Regions from separate parts of the Sus scrofa genome. Here all the other regions are linked to region 3. Evidence: chromatin contacts called from public promoter capture Hi-C and targeted proximity ligation data. All regions are on one chromosome and are shown on one strand. The core of a region is the stretch at or near the end of the contact, and the rest is flanking DNA. Distances in the headings are between cores, read along the strand shown. Region 1 holds the start of PRKD3 (serine/threonine-protein kinase D3). Region 2 holds the start of CEBPZ (CCAAT/enhancer-binding protein zeta). Region 3 holds the start of RMDN2 (regulator of microtubule dynamics protein 2). Region 4 holds the start of STRN (striatin).

Evidence for each region. Promoter capture Hi-C pulls out the DNA fragments that hold promoters and counts their contacts.
Region 1: a targeted proximity ligation map of skeletal muscle shows a contact between it and region 3, with 5 times the contacts expected there. A contact is called at or near these places in 1 of 5 promoter capture datasets (liver) and 2 of 2 datasets of targeted methods (alveolar macrophages and skeletal muscle).
Region 2: a contact with region 3 is called in a targeted proximity ligation map of alveolar macrophages. A contact is called at or near these places in 2 of 2 datasets of targeted methods (alveolar macrophages and skeletal muscle).
Region 4: a contact with region 3 is called in a promoter capture Hi-C map of liver, with 4 times the contacts expected there. A contact is called at or near these places in 1 of 5 promoter capture datasets (liver) and 1 of 2 datasets of targeted methods (alveolar macrophages).

What each region holds. Positions count from the first base shown.
Region 1 is chr3:102,840,547-102,845,366 of Sscrofa11.1, forward strand. It overlaps PRKD3 (serine/threonine-protein kinase D3), which reads left to right and starts at 1,598. Exons shown (of 19, transcript XM_013996212.2): 1 at 1,598-1,782.
Region 2 is chr3:102,961,413-102,966,417 of Sscrofa11.1, forward strand. CEBPZ (CCAAT/enhancer-binding protein zeta) reads left to right here and starts at 2,801. Exons shown (of 16, transcript XM_003125229.5): 1 at 2,801-3,015; 2 at 4,938-5,005. The coding sequence starts at 2,857. NDUFAF7 (protein arginine methyltransferase NDUFAF7, mitochondrial) reads right to left here and starts at 2,792. Exons shown (of 11, transcript XM_021087630.1): 1 at 2,664-2,792; 2 at 2,196-2,359. The coding sequence starts at 2,715.
Region 3 is chr3:102,303,861-102,309,203 of Sscrofa11.1, forward strand. It overlaps RMDN2 (regulator of microtubule dynamics protein 2), which reads right to left and starts at 3,495. Exons shown (of 13, transcript XM_021087623.1): 1 at 2,769-3,495.
Region 4 is chr3:103,247,629-103,252,290 of Sscrofa11.1, forward strand. It overlaps STRN (striatin), which reads left to right and starts at 2,198. Exons shown (of 19, transcript XM_013996218.2): 1 at 2,198-2,575. The coding sequence starts at 2,342.

The sequences.
Region 1 (4,820 bases), core at 348-2,847, 530 kb after region 3:
AAATAGCAGCTTGTTTCATTTAGAAAAGTTACTTCCAGAAGAGTAACTTCTGTCTCTTTAAGGACCATGAGTGAAAATGGAAGTCACTAGTGAAATGGGACTGGCTGTAAACTGCTCCAATGAGATCCTGGGAATCTTGCTGAGAGAGGATATTCAGGGTTGGACTAAAACGTCAGTGGGAAGTGGAAGGAAGAAAAAGACAAAGTTAGGTAAGAATGTTTTTTTAAAAACTAGAGTGAATTTACTTTCAATTTTAAAGTAAAAGAATAGCAGAGTAAGACTCGGTATAAAATACAATTAGATTGAATTAGATATTACTGAATGTGAAATACTTAGTATCTTCTAATTCCCAAAAATATTTCAGAGATGTCTTTTTAAAATATAGCTTCAGGAATTCCTGCTGTGGTGAAACAGGATTGGAGGCATCTTTGGAGTGCTGGGACACAGGTTCGATCCCTGGCTTCGCATGTTGGGTTAAGGATCCAATGTTAAGTTGAAACTGCGGGTTGGATCTGATCCCTGTCCCTGAGCATCCAACAAAGAAAAAGGAAAAAAAAAGGGGGGGGGTAACACTATAGCTTCAGAGTAGACCAGGGTTATACACAATTTTACTTGCCCATCTTTAATATAAATGATTTTAAAATTCCATTTAACTTTAAATCCAGGGAAATCTATTAAGAGTGATGACCTGGTATAAAAAGTGGGGACCCATTTAGCTTTCTTTACTTTCTATTCTCAAAAACTGCCTTCGACCTCTGCGTAGTAATGGATATAGATTGTTGACTGTGGCCCACCTGCTTGTTTCAGTGTATTTTACTTGAGTACTTTTGCGATGAAATTTGGATATAAGGAGAACTAGGAACAATGGGTCTCAGCCGCTCATGCCTTTCTCTCACATAAAACATGTAAAATTTTTCACCTCATGTATTTTTCCTCTAAATTTCACCCCACCTGCGTCCCCCGTCACCGTTGTCAAAGTCACGTGGAAGCCAAGGTTGGGTGACTCTTCGCTGCACTTCACCCCGACGGTAGGTAACACATTCGAGTTTAAAGACAAGTAGGATACACAAAAAACACTGGAAGCAGAGACTTCTCAGAGACTGCTTTAGGCGAAGGGCGCTCGGAGCATCTGCCTTGGTGTGGAATGCCCGGGGCTCCTGTGCCAGGCGACCACCTGGACTACAAGCACTCGGGAGGGAAACGGGGAGCAGTGAGAAGATTTCTCAGGGAGGAAATTGCTCTCTGCTGCAGACCTCTTACAAGTTCCGCGTCCAACTTAATCACCTCTTGGCCCCTGGCCACCATCGCCTCCATCAGAGCGGACGACAAAAACAGTTCAGTAGCAATAATGGGTATCAAGGACAGTGTGTAACTGGAATTAGTACACGGTCGCAGCCCGCTCCCCCGCGGTCACGGAGACGCCAGGACTTCGAAGGGTACAGAGCGAGCCCGAAAGCACCCGGAGCTCCTGTTGCCCTGCGCTATATGTCAAGACAGTGAGCAACATCCCCGCGTGGCTACCACCGTGTCGAGCCCCCGGGGAGACTACAGCTCCCGACAGCCCCCGCGCCGGCCGCGCGCCCCCGCCCCTCGCGCGCCCCCGCCCCGCACGCCCCGGCCCCCCGCCCTCGGGCCTTAGGACGGGACGGGGAGGAGGGAGGGAGGAAGGGGCGCCTGAGGCGGGCGGGATTCTGCGAAGCGCGTGAAGCCTCGCTGGCGTCTGGTCCCGGAGTCAGACGCTGGCGGGCGCGGAGTTTCTCACGACCGGCGGAGCCCGCTTCTGTAAGTAGTCGCCTCAGGGAGCGCGGAACAGACACCGAAAAAGTTAGCGCCGCCGCGGCGGCCGCTTTGTTCTCCCGGCCCGTGGGGTGAGGCGGCAGCCCCTCCCCCACTCACCCGCACGCGGCGGCGGCGGCGGGTCTCGGACTCCGCGCCGGGCTGGGCGGCGGCCGCCGGGGCTGGGTGGTAAGTTGGCTGAGCGCGCCGCGAGAGGAGCGGGCGGTGGGCGCGGGGGCAAGCTGGGGCGCCGGCGCGGCCGCCAGATGGGGCCAAGTTCCGGCGTGGGCGCCGACGCCAACTCGGAGTCGCGCTCCACCAGCGACCACCGCGCCGGGCCCGTAGCTCACAGTCTGTTTCCACGTCCCCCCAACAAGCTCCCCACGCCAGTCCCGCGTTACTCAAGCTGTCGGATTTTGGGTTAGCCTTTCCCTTTGATTTTCTCCACTTTAGTTTGTAGTTGTCTTCAAGGGTGAGTCAACGGTGCTTAGAGAAGGAACGTAAGCCCCCACCCCGGTTTCCTGACTGTGTGTAGTTTTGCAAGTTGCAGCGTTGCTCCGAGTCGGTTTCATCCCTGGGAGCTTTTTCTTAAGATGAAACACCGAGAAGCGTGACTGTTTCTTCGAGCAATAAATATAACCACATACTATTAGATTGCCTGTTGGATATTTTATTTCAAGTCATCGCCGACAGCAGCATAGGCCTTGCCGCGTGCAGGCACGAATGTAAAGCGAGCGACAGCGTGTGTGAGACTTGCAGACTTTTCCATACACAGATTGATGGCTTGGACGTAACTGTCTCTTCAGCCACACCCATCCCCACAGGAAATAAGACTATCGGTGTCATCTTTGATTAGGAAGGATAAGTTACACCCTGAACTACTATTTTGTTCGACATAGCTTTAATGAGCTGTAGTCGTAAATGAAACGAAAATGTTTAAAATTCTGTGATTTGTACCCTAGAAAATGTTATCCTGTTCTGTTTCTACTTTGTACTTAAGGCTGCAGTTCCTAAAGTCTTAGCCGCTCTGATTTTGCTTAGATCAAGCTTACTTATCAACTTTAAGGCAGTGAGGGTGGGGAATACTTATGAATTTGCTGCTGAAGGCGCCCATAAAGTTCCTCGACCGAGGTCTAGGCCACTTTTACTTAATAAAGGAACGCTTTCCTCCTTTCCTGTTAGGATCTGGATTGAGAGTAAGCATGGACATTCAGTCAAAAAAAGTTACAAGTTTTAGTAAAATTATTTAAAACGTGTCAAAGAAAGCCTATGTTAGTTAAGTTTTGCTTCTTAGGTAATAGAGATGTGATAGGCCTGATCATAGGCGCTTGAATATTTGACAAGCCTTTTCCATCCTAAATTCTATAATTTAACTATAGCATTTAACTTTTTAGAATGGTTCAAGAATGTTGTCTGGTTAATTATCTTGAAATGAATTTTTTAAGCATCCTAGATTGTAATGAGTCTTAAATGTACAAATTTTATAAGCTTTCAGTTTCATGAGATGACCTCTTTAAAATAGCAGTTTCTCTCTCAGTGGACTGTTTTTCATCTAAACACTGCCACACACGTGAAAAAGAGCTAAAATAAAGTTTTTGAATATTAAATTTTTGAAATTATGTAACAATTTAAAAAATATACAGAAAAAATGAATCAATGGACATGGTGTTTTCATTTTTAAAAAGGCATTCTAAAATTGATTAAAATATTACCATATTGGAGTTATCTGCTCATTTTTAAAAGAAACTAGTTTTACAGAACTTAATATTTGGGGAAATTATTGGCTACTATAATTTTTATTATGTCTGTGACTCATAATCTGTGCAGATAGTACTTTTGAGTTTGATTATGTAATTCACACTGAACTTGTATGTGCTCCTCTAGAGCAGTTGTCTTGTTAATGAAAAAACTAGAGATACTGTACTTAGTTGTTTTAATTTTAATTTCAGTGTAGAAGAAAGTTTTCTCCACTTGTGTGGTTAGGTTATAGTGGTCATATGTAAGAAATTACTCGTTGGGTACTAGGCAGTCAGATTTCTCAGATACCACTGGTGCAGAGAGGTGATGAAAATATATCAAGCTCAACATAAATTCATACAGCAGTGCCAGACTGGCAGTCCATATTCTTATTACTGGATAAACTTTTCAGGGCCTAAACAGAGAGCAGGCTTGGTGTGCTTTTTCTATACTCTCTCTGACAATAGAAAAATGAGATTTAAATATCCCTGGTCAAGGTGACCAGAATTTTAGCAGCAGTAATTTAAATTTAGTTGAGTGCTGAGCTCTTAGGAGGAAAAACATTTATATTAATCTAAGGTAATAGATTTTTGAAAAGAAATATATAGATATAGGGATCGCCACAAACTATGACTTTTAATAACCACCAAAATAATTTGATTTTTTTATACAACATGCAAAATAAAAGCAACATCAGGATTATTAAGCAAAGCCAAGCCTGTGTCAGGTAGAACATGGAAACTGACTTCAGGACACTGGTCAATATTGCATTTAGAGGCCACACGCATTTTTACATACTAAAATAACATAGTACATATCAACAGGAGAAAAAAAGACCCTACATTCATTAGCATTCCTAGCACACAGAACTAAATTCAACCAGGAACACCTGTTACTAATAGGGAGTCATGGTAAATATTATGCTATTCTGAATAGGAAACACATTTTACCTCTCCACTTTAGGCCTTACTGAGTACAAAAAAGATGCTGGCTATACTAAATAAATGTGCTTCCTTTTGAAATATTTACTAGCTGGATTTATTTTGCCTTCCTAGAATCCTCTTTGCTTCTCTTTCTGCTTCCCTGACTCCTACTTACCCTGTAGATCTTAGCTTCCTTAAAGGTGCTTTGCTTGTGACTTCAGTTGAAATTAGGTCCTCTCACTATATTCTGTCATGCCACTTTTCATAATTTTGATTGCCTTATTATTTATGTGACTATTTGTTTAGTGTGTATGTGCCACATCACACTATAAGCTCCAGAGAACACAGTATCCATGTCTATTTTGTTCACTGCTGGACAACCCC
Region 2 (5,005 bases), core at 1,551-4,050, 660 kb after region 3:
CTTCAGTTAGAAGTTAATGAAAATAAAGTTGTAAAATTTTTTTCACATCCAAGTTCACAAACCCCCTAATTTCTATTCAAGGACCCCTAGGTTAAGAGCCTACTCTAAATATCTTGGAGTTTCTGTCGTGGCTCAGCAGAAATGAATCCAACTAGGAACCACGAGGTTGCGGGTTCAGTCCCTGGCCTCGCTCAGTGGGTTAAGGATCCAGCATTGCCACGAACCATGGTGTAGGTCACAGATGCGACTCAGATCTGGCATTGCTGTGGCTCTGGCGCAGGTCAGTGGCTACAGTTCTGATTTGACCCCTAGCCTGGGAACCTCCATATGCCACAGGTGTGGCCCTAAAAAGCAATAAATTAATTAATTAGAGTTACCGCAAGGCTTAATTCTGAAAAATCTTCTTTAGGTGTTCCCTCCCTCCTTTGATTTTAACATCATCTCTAGACTGATAATGACCAAATTTACATACACATACTAAATCTGTCCCGTGAGCTCTAGACTCAGAGCCAACTGGTCACTCACTCTCTCCACAATGATGTCATCACCAGTGCAATACACATGACACAACTTCTGAAGGTTTCCCATTGCACTAACACAAAAATCTAAAATTCATGAAAGCACTGCATGAACTCAATCCACTCCAAACTCATACCACTTTCCTCACCATTAACCCTCCTTAGCCACCCCCAGGCACGGCCCTCCAGCCACATTGGTGCCCTTCTCTTCTCAGAATGCACCAAGGCATTATTCAGCTTAAAAACTTTGTTTCTGGCTCCTCTGCTGGGAACTCACTTCTTCCAGTCTTTTGCCAAACTGGCCCATCCCCATCCTTCATGCCTCAGCTGAAATGTACTGGCCTTCTCGAACCACCCACCTAAGAAAACTTCTACAACCCCTATTTCCACTGCACAAATTACTTTCAATCCTATCAACCTGTTTTAATTATTCTTGTCCTTGTTTACAGCTCATTTTCTCACTAGAACTAAGTGCCATGCCCCACTGTTCACTGAAGTATTCCCAGTGCCTGAGACAGTGTCTGGCACACATGCCACCACAGTAAATGAATAAATGAATAAATGATGAGGGGCCTCCTCTGTAACCCAGAGATGTTTGCTCTAAATATGAACTTCTGGTACATTGTAGCACTGTGCACAGGCATTTAAAGGAATCTTGCCTTTACTAAACCTCTGGACCCTGGGTCACTCCACTATATTCAACAGCAAAAGGCCAAAGAAACTCCAGAGTTCTGCAGATCTCTTATTTCAACCCACCAAAAAGTGAACCATTCTGAAATATAAAGGACCCCAGGCTTTGACCAAGTGACTCTGTAGCGCAGATAAGGAAATGAAGGTCAGAAAGCTGTGACCGGAGTTCCCGTCATAGCTCAAGAGAAATGACTCTGACTAGTATCCATGAGGATGCAGGTTCAATCCCTGGCCTCACTTATTGGGCTGAGGATTCAGTGTCACTGGACTGTGGGTAGAGCAGACTCAGATCTGTTTGCTTCTTGTAGCCAGCGGCTACAGCTCTGATTTGACCCTTAGCCTGGGAACCTCCACATGCCACAGGTGTGACACTAAAAAAGACCAAACAAACAAACAAACAAACAAACAAAAAAGCTGTGACAGTGCTTAATGCTAGAACATAAAGGCCCAGGGACCTTCCATTCTCAAGAAGAAAACACACAATATGCTTCCAATGGCTGCTGATGCCATCCCAACACAGCTTTCCAGGCACTAAATTCATATTTCCTGATGCCTACTAGACATTTCCACCTGAGCCCCGTATATACTTCAAATTCATACATGGGACTTTGCTCTGTCCTTCCTCTCCCTCCTAAAATGGCTGCTGCTCCCACTCCTCCTAAGCTCCCTTTTTTTGTGAGAAATGACTCCAATATCTACCATCAACCCAGACAGGAAAGTCATCCCTCTCTCATCTTATAAATCCAATCATCATTATGCTGTCTCCTGAGCATCTTTAGAATTTATCCTCTCCTCTTTAAAGCCACTGTCGCTGACTTGACCCAGCCCTGACCAACTGACATGCATTACTCTGTCCAAGAATGGCTCTTTGCCAGGAAGGCACCCGCCGGGCTGAGGACCCCTGGGTTCCTCTCTGCGCACACCCTTCTGGCTCACAACCCACAGCTCTTCTAGGACTGGTCTGGTCCTAGCCTCCTCAACCCATACCTTGGCGGGGTTGGTCAAGACCTCCCTCATGTACTCGGCCACAGTGATGGGACCAGTGGACTTGATTTTGTATATAAGATGCCTAAGCATAGGAGTCACTGAGTTGTCTTCTGCCGGCTCTTTCCCGGAGCTGAAGTACTGCCCTCTCCAAAGACAAGGAATGACTGCAAAAAACACATTAAACAGGACTCATTAGAAACCTTAGTATTGACATGGGCCCAGCAGCCTGAGTGATTTCAATGCGGCTTCGTTAACCCTTCACCTTGGCCGGAGCCAGGAACGTGGACCCGGGCAGCACGCTCATAGGGAGCCGCAGGCACGCGCCTGGCCCACGACCACAAAGCCATCTCGTGAAGCTGGGCTCCAGCTGCCTGCAGCCCAGAGCGCCCCGGAGCCGCCACCCCATCCCAGGAAGGTGCCCGGGGCGATTTCCCCGGCAACTGGGACTGCGGCTAATAGAACGCTTACCCGCTCGAGCAGCTGCCAGGCGCCCGGCGGCAACCCTCGCTAGGACACTCATGTCGAACTTCGCAGGCAGCTTCGCCCCGCCAGGGGGTGGGGATTATTCCCATTTCCGGGGGAGGACACGCCCCCTGAAGGAAGTACGTCATAGATCGTAGCGGAAGGGAATTGTGGGACGAGTGCGCGTGCCTTGTTTGCCATGGCGGCCTCCAAGAAACTTTTGGAGTTCCACGCCAAACGACCCTGGCCCCCAGAGGAGGAGGAGGTAGAAGATCCAGACGAGGACGACGAAGATGATAACGATGAAGCCGAGAATGGGTTTTCTCTGGAGGAGGTGTTACGGCTCGGAGGCACCAAGGTAATGGCCTCAGACTCCCGGAGAAGGGAGACAGAAGCGCGTGGGGTGGTCCCGCGAGTGGCTAGGCCAGTGACCCGGAAGCCCCGGAGCTGCGGAATAGGACGTCTTGATTCCAGATTCCAGCGTGGGAATGTGTTCTGGGCGCTTCCCGCCTTTAATTCTTTCCCATTGCTCTTTACAAGAGGTTTAGAACTGAACGTTTTCATGCGGTGTCGTTTCTTAAGATGTAGGTGAGCCTCTCGTTTTATTTACGTAGTATATAATTGACACTCCATCAAGTTGGAGAGGATTGACTTTTTGGTCCTAACGTCGGTGTTTGGAATTTTAACTTCTCACTGGTCTTGGAATTTAACTTCTCACAAGCACACGCACGTGTACACTGTACACTCACGAAGCTCTCTGCGCTCTTGGAAGTCACATCCTAATTAAGGGAAAGAAACCAAACTTCGGAATACGTAGTATATCAGACGCTGGGTAGAGCTATGGAGAAAAATAAAACACGGAAGGAGGAGGATGAGTGGGGGAGGGCGTTTATGTTTAAACTAAGTGATCAGGGAACCCACCACTGAGGTTTTTGAGCAGAAAACTGAAGGAAAGGAGTGAGCCTTTCTGATTGTGTTGTTCCAGGAAAAATAAAAATGTCAGTGTACCTGAGGCAGAGTGAGGTGAGAGGAGAGCAGTAAGAAATGATGTCAGGGAGGTAAGATGGTGGGCTTATGCTGTGAATTTGGTGAAAAACTTTAGATGATTTGGAGCAAATACGTGACATAGTTTAGCTTTTCATTAAGTGTTTTGATTTTGAGACCAGACTTTGTGGGTGGGCGGGATAGGATGAACAAATAAAGAGAGGCAGGAGAAATGCACTTTATAGGAGCAGATCCCACAGTTTGCTCTGTACTTGGGTCATATTTAATTTTTGAGTAGGTAGTATATGCACATGTTAAAAAAATCATTTTTTTTTGAAGAGAAACATGAAAAAAATGAAACATGGTAAGGTACATGATGAAATCATCTTCCCATTTTTATCTCCAATCATGTAATTTCCCTTCTGGGAAGCAGTCACTTTTGTGTCTTTTATATTTTCCAAGCAAATACACACATACACCCCTACACTTGTGTTATATTTTTTTTGTACAAATGGTACCGTACAGTACCTGTAATATTTTAAATCTTTTCTTCTTACTATTTTAGAGATCCACCCTCCCCCCAATATCACTACATAAAGTTACATGGGTCGTTGTCTTAGTATATCACTACATAAAGTTACATGGGTCGTTGTCTTAGTATATCTAGCCAGCCATATATTGTGGATATTTAAGTTGTAGATCTTTTGCTATTTTAAATAATGTTCAGTAAATAACCTTGTGTATATATATATTTTTCACCCACATTTATAAGTGTGTGTGTAACAGAAATTTGTAGAAATGAAACTGCCGTGTCAAAGGATATGCATCTTGTGTCCCCTCCCCCATGAACTGTTTGTTTGTATCCCTTGCACATTTTTCTGTTGTGTTGTCACTTCCTTCCCTAATATATAGGAACTTTTATATTAAATAATAAGCCAAATTATTTTGATGTGAGTTGCCATTTGTTTTTGCCAGTTTATTATTTGTCTTTTGATTTTTGTGTATGAGAGAATGATTGATTTATCCATTCTTCATGGGCCCTGAGCTTTTCTGTAAATTTGGAAAGACTGGGATCGTTTTTTAAATCATGTTGTCCTTTCTTGTGTTAGTTTATGGTTTTACTTTTCACATTTAAATCTTTGATCCATCAAGTACTTAGGGTGTGGGTAGGAGCCCAGGCAGTACCATGAAAACTCAATTTCATGGATAATTGATTTCAAGGATATTAACTTTTTAAGTTTTAACTAAACTGTTGGATTTGTAATTTATTTTTAACTTTCTTATGTTTTTATGCAGCAAGATTATCTTATGCTGGCTACTTTGGATGAAAATGAAGAAGTGGTGGATGGAGGCAAAAAAGGAGC
Region 3 (5,343 bases), core at 2,245-4,744:
CTCCCATCCTATCCAGGAGGCATGTCAACAGTAGATTCGGATCAATTTGTAACTTTGGCTTAAGTTGGAGGGAATTATTATTAGCTGTTCAATTTTATTTCCATAAAAAATTATATTGGAAAACTGAATTATCTTGAAAGAGTATTATCAAAAGGCCACAGGTGTAAGAAAAGTCACTAACCGCTCATGATTTAACATTTGCATCATATCTAATAATCATGCATCAAGCTTGACCATCTTGGCTCTTTTTTTTTTTTTTTTTAAGGGCCACACCTGCAGCATATGGTAGTTCCCAGGCTAGGAGTCAAATCACAGCTGCAGCTTCCAGCCTACACCACAGCCACAGCAACTTGGGATCCAAACCCTGTCTGCGACCAACACCACAACTCACGGCAATGCTTAACCCACTGAGTGAGGCCAGGGATTGAACCTGAATCCTCATGGATACTAGCTGGGGCTTAACCTGCTGAGCCACAATGGGAACTCCTTGGCTCTTTTTTGTCAATATAAAAATTAATGCAGGATGTTCATATGCTGAACTTGACAAGGTCAATTAAAAGAAATGTTCCTATTCTGATTGGTTTCTTGGCTCATTCCTGCTGGGCCCTCTTTACATTAAACTTTACGTTAGAGAACACACCCTAGTTTGATTTTTTTTTCATGTATTAAATAAATAAATGGAAGTTAAAATCTACCTAGGAAGATCTTATTCCTGACACGGTACAGGTTTAAACAGGTGAGAAAGACTATCAACTTTTGTTTGACCTATTCTTTAGGAATTAAACCAATCCCAAATTATCTCTTTGAGGCAGGTCCTATTATTATCTCTATTTTGCAGATAAGTAAACTAAGGCACATAGTTGTCAACTGTGTCACCTAGGGGTCACCAACTAGTAATGAGAACTGTTACCCTTGATAATTCTTGGATGTACTGCTGATTTAGAGAGCAACAACAAGGACATGAAGGAGAATGCTGACTGGGCAGAGGTGTTCAGAACTGAAACACGATTTCAGAACTAAAAAAAATCAACTGAGGAAAAAATTAGAATCAATGGAACAGTTATTGGCTTTAAATATCCACAATTAGAGAATAATAGCTCAAGCTATGTTTGAGTTTTACATGTATATAAAATGGATGTGCTTATGAGCCAGTAATTTTTTTTTTGTCTTTTTGCCATTTCTTGGGCTGCTCCCGAGGCATATGGAGGTTCCCAGGATAGGGGTTCAATCAGAGCTGAAGCTGCCGGCCTACACCAGAGCCAAAGCAACACGGACTCCGAGCCTCATCTGCAACCTACACCACAGCTCATGGCAGCGCCGGATCCTTAACCCACTGAGCAAGGCCAGGGATCGAACCCTCAACCTCATGGTTCCTAGTCGGATTCATTAACCACTGAGCCATGATGGGAACTCCGTAAGTCACTAATTTGAAAAAAGTCATTCATATAAAAATAGTAATACAGAAGAGTAATAAATGAGAACGCTTGCTTGCCTACAGTATTATTTCAAAGGTTATACTATATATTACATTATTTACGTAACTTTAATAGAATTACCATATTAGCAGGATACACTTGCACTTTACTGTGTTTATAAAAACACAGTAATTTAAAAATATAGTGACTAGATAATCAGGTAAAGTGTCCCTGTTTCAATTTGCAAGGTGCTAATAATGACAATGTAAAAGAACAGATTTTATTACAAATTACTGGCATCTAAATTTAATGTGTAATAGATAATTAAAGGTTATTTGCAGAGATGAGAATCAAAAATTCTGCTGAAATAGCAAATCATCAAAAAGTTGACTCTACAGAAATCTCTACAATTCCTTTGTAGAAACTGTCAAAAATTAACTTCAGAAAACATTTAATGTTCATGTTCTAGTTTTAATTAACGTTAATCTTGAGATATGGAAATTATGCTTTACCAAGTTATTTACAATGCTTTCAGCAATATCTAGCATCTATATTCACTTAATTCATCAGCAGATTCGTAGCGGGAAATACATAAAATATAGAACTCTGATAAACTCGGGAGATGAAAAATTTCGCAAGACAGGTAAAGGCACAGTACAGGTTACAAACAACCCTAAGTTTTTAGTTTCCCAAGGGAATTGCTCTGAGCCCTTGAACTGGGCATTAGATTCTCACAGCGACCTGGATAACTTGATACTTTCGAAGTAAATTCTAATACTCACATTTCACTTGGTTTTCATTATTTTTCCTATCTTAAAACCTTTTTTTTCATCTAGGGCTCCCTCATGTTTGGCTTATTTGCAAATGTTTGCCGCACTGAAAACCTGGCCTTCATTTTGTGTAAAATAGGTAGAGAATCCCAGATTGAGCAAAACAAAACAAAACCGTTTGCAGAAGGCTGAAGGGTTAAGAAAGACCCAGGTGAGAGGCTACTAAGTGTCTCCCGAAGAAACTCATCGTGGTTTTCAGGGACCTGCCAGGCCGAGGCAGCACTCTGCCGGGTCCCCACGCAACCCACGACGGGCGCCCGCGCGGAAGTACTGACGACCTCAGCGGTTGAAGCTTGCGAGGCGCTGGCTGGGCAGGCGCTGGCTGGGCAAGCGCTGCGCCGAGGTAGCTGCCAAGACAACCATCTGCAGCGCCCAGAAGCAGGAGGATGCCTCGCAAGGGATGCGGCGGCGAGAAGGACGCACACACGACCCGGAAGTGCGGTGGCCGCCGCCGGAAATGCCCCCTCAGCTCTCGACCCCCCGGCCGCGTACGCCCGAACCCGCCGACCCGCCCGCTGCCTACCTGTGGGCGCACTTGTGCTCCCTGCGAGGGCCTTTCTGCAGTCGGAGACCTGCAACTTGAGGAGGAGCTGTCGAGAGGGGAGCGGCGGGCCGACAGTAGCCCCGGAGCCTGTGGGCCCCAAGGTCCGGCGGTGTCCTGACCCAGATAGCGGAGGCGCCGGGGGAGGAGTTCTCGCCCGCTCGCACTGTGGCTCCCGCCTCTTTCCCTCGGGGCGATCAGCTCTCGGGCGGGTGGCCTGCGCACCTTTTACGGACGGAGACCAGTGCGCTCCACCTGGCCCCTGGGCTCGCACCGGACTTTGCCGCTGGGTGCCGCCTCTCTCACAGCTCGTCTCCCAGCCCCGAGCACTGCGCCCTGGCTTAGGGCCACCGCGCCCGGCCCGGCCCGGCGGGAGGCTCGTGGCGCGCTTTTTGCCTCCAGCGCGCTTTCTCCCATCACCGGCTCCCCAAACCCACCCTCACTCGGGTTCTTTCCCTCCCCAAACACATCCTCTGCCCTAGTATCACCCTTCTTTAGTTCCCCTTTCTAAGCACAACCTTGAACTCTCCGCATGACAATCAAACGCGGAGATCTTGCACGAATTAATCAGGTTTTCCTGATTTCACTTTATCTTTCAATGATTTAAATCACCAGCCTCCTGGTCCCTGCCCCCTCCCCCCTTCTGAGTTGCCTTTAGGCAAAAACCACTATCTTCTCAGAGGCTTTTAAAGTTTGAGATTTTACCCAGCTTCACTTTCTGTGGTTTGTATAATGAAAATAAAAATCTGCCAAATAAACTCTTCAAAACTGCACACTCATTCCTTTCTGTATTGTCCTCACCTTGAGCTTTAAATTCAGGCTTGTAGAAAACTTAAGTCTTGAGTATTAAATTCCCCACCATTGCGCTGAATAGAATTAAAAACGGGTGCACTCCGATTTATCAAAACAAAAACAAAAACGAACAAAAAACGTCTATAAAAAATCGGAAGGCTAATTTCACAATCCATACACAACTGTTTACTAATAGAGGTTCTATAGGACTTTAAGATTATAAAATATTTTTTGAGCTTTAAGCAAGGTGCATTGCAGAACAAGTAAGCCTAGTCAAGTCATTTTATTAAAACTAAGTTGTATTTTAGAAAACAGCAGATTAATTACTTAGCCTCTAAGATTTGAAACCATAAATCACTTCTTTCTAAGAAATACTTCAATCTGTTATGGTTTACAAAGATATTACAATACAATGCTAATATTTGCTTTGTTTAACCAGAATACAATATAATGTAAACCTGTCTAGCAGGGTGATAAATTTCTCTTATAAGGAGATTTGTTTTCAAAAGAAATGACTGTCTCTTCAATGACACTTAAAAGAAGCTTGAAGCACCCTCAGATTTAAGCTTTTCCAGGAGTGCACTGAGTTGTTTACTGCTGCATTCCCAGCACCGCACAGAAGAGGTCTGTAATAAAAACGTGGAGTGTGAGCCGAGAACAGGGCCTTACCAACCCTCTGCTCCAAAAGAAAAAAAAAAAAAAAATGTCAGCTGCTATGGACTTGTTCTTCAAATTCAGGAAGCAGGATAAAATAGCTGGACTGTTTCTGTATGCCTGTGTAAGACTTGTTCCCTTTGATTCTGTTTCTTTATCAGCCATTGATCTTTGGTAAAGTTAAAGCTTAAAAGTCAAGAGAGGAGCTATTTTTGCCAGACCCTATTGTACAGTAACATAAAAAGGAAGATATGGCTCCATCCACCTCTACTAGAAATGTAATCTATAAGGAATGTCTGAGGGGGGAAAAAAAAATCACTAGGAATCTCAAAGATGCTGTTTGTCATGGACTGAATGTGTTCTTCCAAAATTCTCTAAGCCCTAATGCCCAATGTGATGGTATTGGGAAGTGGGGCCTTTGGGAAGTAATTAGGTCATGAGTGTGGGACTCTCTAGAAAGGGATTGGTGCCCCTATAAAAAGAATAAGAGATCAGAGCTCTCTCTCTTTCTGCCATGTGAGGATACAATGAGAAGCCAGCTATCTGCAACCTGGAACAGGACTCTCACCAGAACGTAACCCTACTGGCACCATGATTTCTGATTTCCCACCTCTAGAACCATAGGTAATAAATGTTTGCTATTTAAGCCACCCAGTCAGTGGTAGTTTGTTAAAGCAGCCCAAACGAGGACGCTTGTATTCATCGCAAGTAGCCCAGCAGTACAATCCGCTGGCAGCTATGGCGTACAGGCCATGCACAATTGTTCCCACCTACTTTTCTAGCTTTTCTCTACCATTTCCACCAGACATCAAGCTCACACTTCAGCTATAGGCAAACTGCCTTCTCACCTTTCCATAAATCACACACTTTCCCAGTCTTTGTGTCCTTTTTAGGCTGCTGTCTGTCTGGAATACCCTGCTCTTTGCCACTTGTCAAAAACCAATTCATCCTGTTTAATCTGCTTCCTTCGAGAAGCTACTCCACACATTATCCTCCTCCCCCAAAGAAATATTTCTCCACATCCCAACAAACTCTGTGGAAGGATAAGGAGTTATTTTAAATGAGTACAAAACCCCTCCCTGCTGTGCTCCTCTCTCATGTATATTGTGGT
Region 4 (4,662 bases), core at 948-3,447, 940 kb after region 3:
ACTGCGCCACGACGGGAACTCCAGGAATTTTTTCTTAATGATTCTCTCCGAAAGAGTTATAGGTTCTACCGTTAAATTTAATCATTTATAGTAAGTTATAAACTTATCTAAAGGAATTATCTGATACATCTTTCTCTTCTTTTCCTTTCTTTTTTTTCTTTTTTTTTTTTTAGGCCACACTTGGGACATGTGAAAGTTCCTAGGCCATGGATCCATCCTGTGCCATAGCAGCAACCCAACCTGCTGCAATGACAATGCAGGATCCTTAAACCAGTGCACCACAAGGGAACTTCAAGACATGTTTTCTATTAGAGGGGGAAAAAAAAACTTTTAACATTCAAAAACAAAAAATTGCAATCTTGTAAGATTACTTAAATCCCTCAGATGAAAAAATACGCCATTGTTGCATTACTGTCCCCTCAATACTCTGATAGATTTGATAAGTAAGGGAGGAGATAATCTGTTAATGGAAAGATTGATGAACTAACAATCAGTAATTCTCATTTCTAGTTTTGCCTGCGCCACTCACTCAAAGTCTTATTGTGAAAAAGTTAAACTTCTTTAGAATCCCAAACCGTAAAATGAGAGGACTGGGCAGTATCTCAAAGGATACTTACAGCCAAAATAATTTATGACACAGGGAGTTGGCCAGGCCTGGATCAAACTTTTATTACAATAAAGAATGAATTCATAAAGCAGAAACATTCAATAACTGGGAGAAGAGAGCTAGCCATCTTTATTTGCAACCAGAGCAGATACAATGTGTTTCCTGTCCTTTCCACAAGTAGCAGTGGGAAGAGGGGGAGGGGGAATACAGGGACAGGATGTCCTTCCCTGACATGTCACTCACTAGCCTATATTTTTATATTTTTTTCCATGGCCATTAGGTTTGATATCCCAGAAGCCCATCCCACAAAAGAACTACAAATAACTTTTTGTAGGGACAAAATAAGTGCTTAATTTCATTTTCACTTGTTAAATTTTTTCAGGTCCCTTCCTTTCATTATCATTGTAGTGTGAATTAATAAGTGACATAATTTCAAGAACTTGGGAGAAGGATAACATTTAGAGAGAAACACTTGAAAGGACTTTGATGGGCCTTTGGTAGATTAATACTATTGCCAGATTGCAAGTGAAACGTGGAAGAAACTGGGAACCGGACAAGTGAAAAAGGAGAGGTGCCCGGATACCTAAGATAGCTCTAGGGAGTAGAAAGGGATTTTGTTCTTTTAAATAGTGTAACTTTAGGGCATTGCGAGAATTGATTGTATAGTTGCCAGTCTGCCTTTGAAGACAGGAACTGTGTCATTTATCTTTATATCCCCAATGAGATAACTTACAGTCAAATATTTGTTGAAATGTGTACCGACTGCTCAGGGATAAGGAAAAATGAGTTCGAAATAAAAGAGCCTTGGATATTTGTAACGTTTACAGGATTTACTGCAAGCTATAAAGGAGGTGAAGCAGAGCCCTGTTTTAGATGTGGTGTCACCAAACCAAAAATTGCAAGAAACAGAAAGCTGCTGTGTTGCGTTCAGGACAGAGAGATGATTAGTTCCTTCTAAATGAAAAGTGATCAGGCAACAGGTTTGACTGAACCTCTAGCGAGAAAAAAGGCAGGAACGACCGCGATAAGGAGATGGACAGAAGTGGAGTGTCTTGGGTCAGAGAATCACTCTAGACAGAGCAGAAGGGAGAGGTCCGAGCGTGCTGGCTAGAGAATCCCGGGCCATGGGGTCGGACCGGCGAAGCTTGCTTTGAGCTTGTTTCTTAACAGAACTACCAGGAAGCCGTAGGAGATGTGCAGCTTAGGCTGGCATTTCGGCGCGGTAACTTCCGTGTGTGTGTGTGTGTGTGTGTGTGTGTCTGCAACAGTGAGCGCCTTGTGTGTGTGTGTGTATGCGCGCCACAGTGAGCGCCGCCCAAGAACTTCCGCGTGCTAGGGAGGCTGGAGGACCGCCAGCCAGCCCCTGCTTAACCAAGAGGAAACCCGCGCTCCCCGCCGGGGGCCGCCCCTTCTCCGCCATGGGCTGGGGCGGGCCCGGGGGCGGGGCCGCGGTGGAGCCGCAGCCGGTCGCAACCCCTCAGGCAGCCCGGGCGGTGCTCGCCGGCACCACGCCCCGCGACTACATTTCCCAGCAAGCCCCGCGCCGCCCGCGCACCGCAGTTGACCCATTTCCCGGCCCGTCCCGAGCTCGGCCGGCCCCCGCGCCCAGGCGGCTGCTCCCTGCTGACTGGGGTGTGGGCGGGGAGCGGCGGAGGGAGGAGGAGACGCTGCTGGCCGCCGCCGTTGCCTCAGCTGCTGGGCGCCTGGGCAGCTCCCCGGGTTCCTGCGGCCGCCATGGACGAGCAGGCGGGTCCCGGCGTCTTCTTCAGCAACAACCACCCGGGCGCCAGCGGTGCCAAGGGTCTCGGGCCTCTGGCGGAGGCTGCCGCGGCCGGCGACGGGGCGGCTGCGGCGGGGGCGGCGCGAGCCCAGTACAGCCTCCCGGGAATCCTGCACTTCCTTCAGCACGAGTGGGCCCGCTTCGAAGTGGAGAGAGCCCAGTGGGAAGTAGAGCGGGCGGAGCTGCAGGTAAAGACCCTCCCGGCCTGGCCGTCTTCATCCCGCCTCTCCGCTCTCTTCCGCCCCGCCCCGGACCCTTCCCCCTCCCCCGCTCCGCTCGCTCGTCCCCTCCCCCTTTGCTCCAGCCCATCCCACCCAGAACCTCATCCCCTTCCTCCCTTCACCTTTGCCTTTAGGTGACCCCACTTCCTCGACCCGGGTTCCCACTCCCAGCTCCCCCCCCCATGCGTTGTTTACCCTCCCCGCACCTTTTCGTCTGCTCCTTCCCACTCTTAACTCTCAGGCTTGTTTGAACTCTCTCGCCATTCCACATTTTAGGTCTTCCCTTTCAGTTTACTAATTGGGCTGACAGTAGTTTTGAGAGATGAGCAAATCATCCCCTATCCTAGTGAGTGGCCCTCCTAGGTCTAGAGAAGATGCCTGGAAAAGGTATTGACAGTTGGCGCCTCTCTGTGAGGAAGGCGATCAGAGAAGACAACAGAAGTTGTATCCGTGAGGCCTTGACTTTAAGGCAAGAAGCTGCCGTTGGGTCAAAGTGTTACTAGGAATATCTGCTCCCTTTTTATATATGTAAATGTTTCTTCTTTTACTTCTTCCTCATCCCATCCCGCGTTTCTTTTAGATATTTCAGACTCGTGGATTTTGAATGAAGAATCTAGATAGATAATCACAGTCAGATAATGGTTCAGAGATGGTTTCTTGTTCTCAGAATCTAAAACTTCCCAAGGGTTAATTTTATGTTCAGGGTTTTGTGAGACTGACTTGTACTTTAAAAGGAACTAAAAGGAGCTTCAAAGTTGGTTACATTTCCTTGCATAATCTACAAGATAAAGTATATCCAGGGAGGAGCTATTGTGGGATCTTGGAAGAATGAAAGTGAGGCTGATACTTTGCAGGCCATTCTGAACTGGTAAGTAGGTTTCAGTGGCTGTTTTTAAAACTTCCAAGGCATACACTAATTTCACAAGGAATTTAAAGAACTACGAGTGGCTCTGCCTTTCTGTCTTTCTGGCTAATCCTGTATGCTTGTGAAATCTGAGTATAGTTTTGGTTGGTGAAACACTTGAAGTTAAAGTGCTACCCACTGTGTCACTTTTTTTGGTACCATGTATTTTCTTTGGCACTTAAGAGGAAAGAAGAAACAATCATGTTAAATAGAATCATGTGCTGTAACAGGCTGCTTTGGTGTAGTGCAAGTGGTTGTGGAAAGAGCAAGCAGAAGGGGTTACAGTATAAGCTGTGCTTGCTGCCTGCTCTTTGACCTTGAGGAAATCCTTTAACTTTTCTGAACTTCAGTTTCATCATTTATTTATTCAGCGTATTTATTGAATGCGTATTTATTGAGTAACTGTAGTTACTCCTCAGTTTTGCCCTCTCTACCTTACCCCCTCCCTGCCCCAATATATACACACACACTACTTACTGGGTTATTTATGGCAAATGTTAAACTTCAAGTAGGTTTCCCATTGGTGCTTATACTAAGGGCACTACATTTTTACAGTATCTTGGTTTGTGCTCCAGTTCAATTAAGCATCCATGGAGAAACTTAGAAAATGTGCCATAGTTTTTTGTTTTTTGGTTTTTTTTTTTTGGTCTTTTGTCTTTTGAGGGCCACACCTGCGGCATATGGAGGTTCCCAGGCTAGGGGTCTAATTAGAGCCGTAACTTTTGGCCCATGCCAGAGCCACAGCCACACCAGATCCAAGCCATGTCTATGACCTATACCACAGGTCATGGCAACACCGGATCCTTAACCCACTGAGCGAGGCCAGGGATCGAACTCACAACCTCGTGGTTCCTAGTCGGATTCGTTCCGATGCGCCATGACAGGAATTCCTGCATAGTTTTTAAACAGAGCAAATAGGCATTTTGGGAGGAGGGAGTTTCCAGGAATCTGTGGTTTTTGACCTCCTTATTAGTATAATTGAATATATATTTTAAAAATAATTTCTTTATATCAACATCATTAAATTCGACCATATCCCTTCTTTTTTCCATCAGAATCTTTCTAGTAGGAAATAAGAATTGAATGAATGGTAATGAAATTTGGAACAGTTGGTATCATCTTTTTAATTTTTAAATCTCTTCTTAAGTCA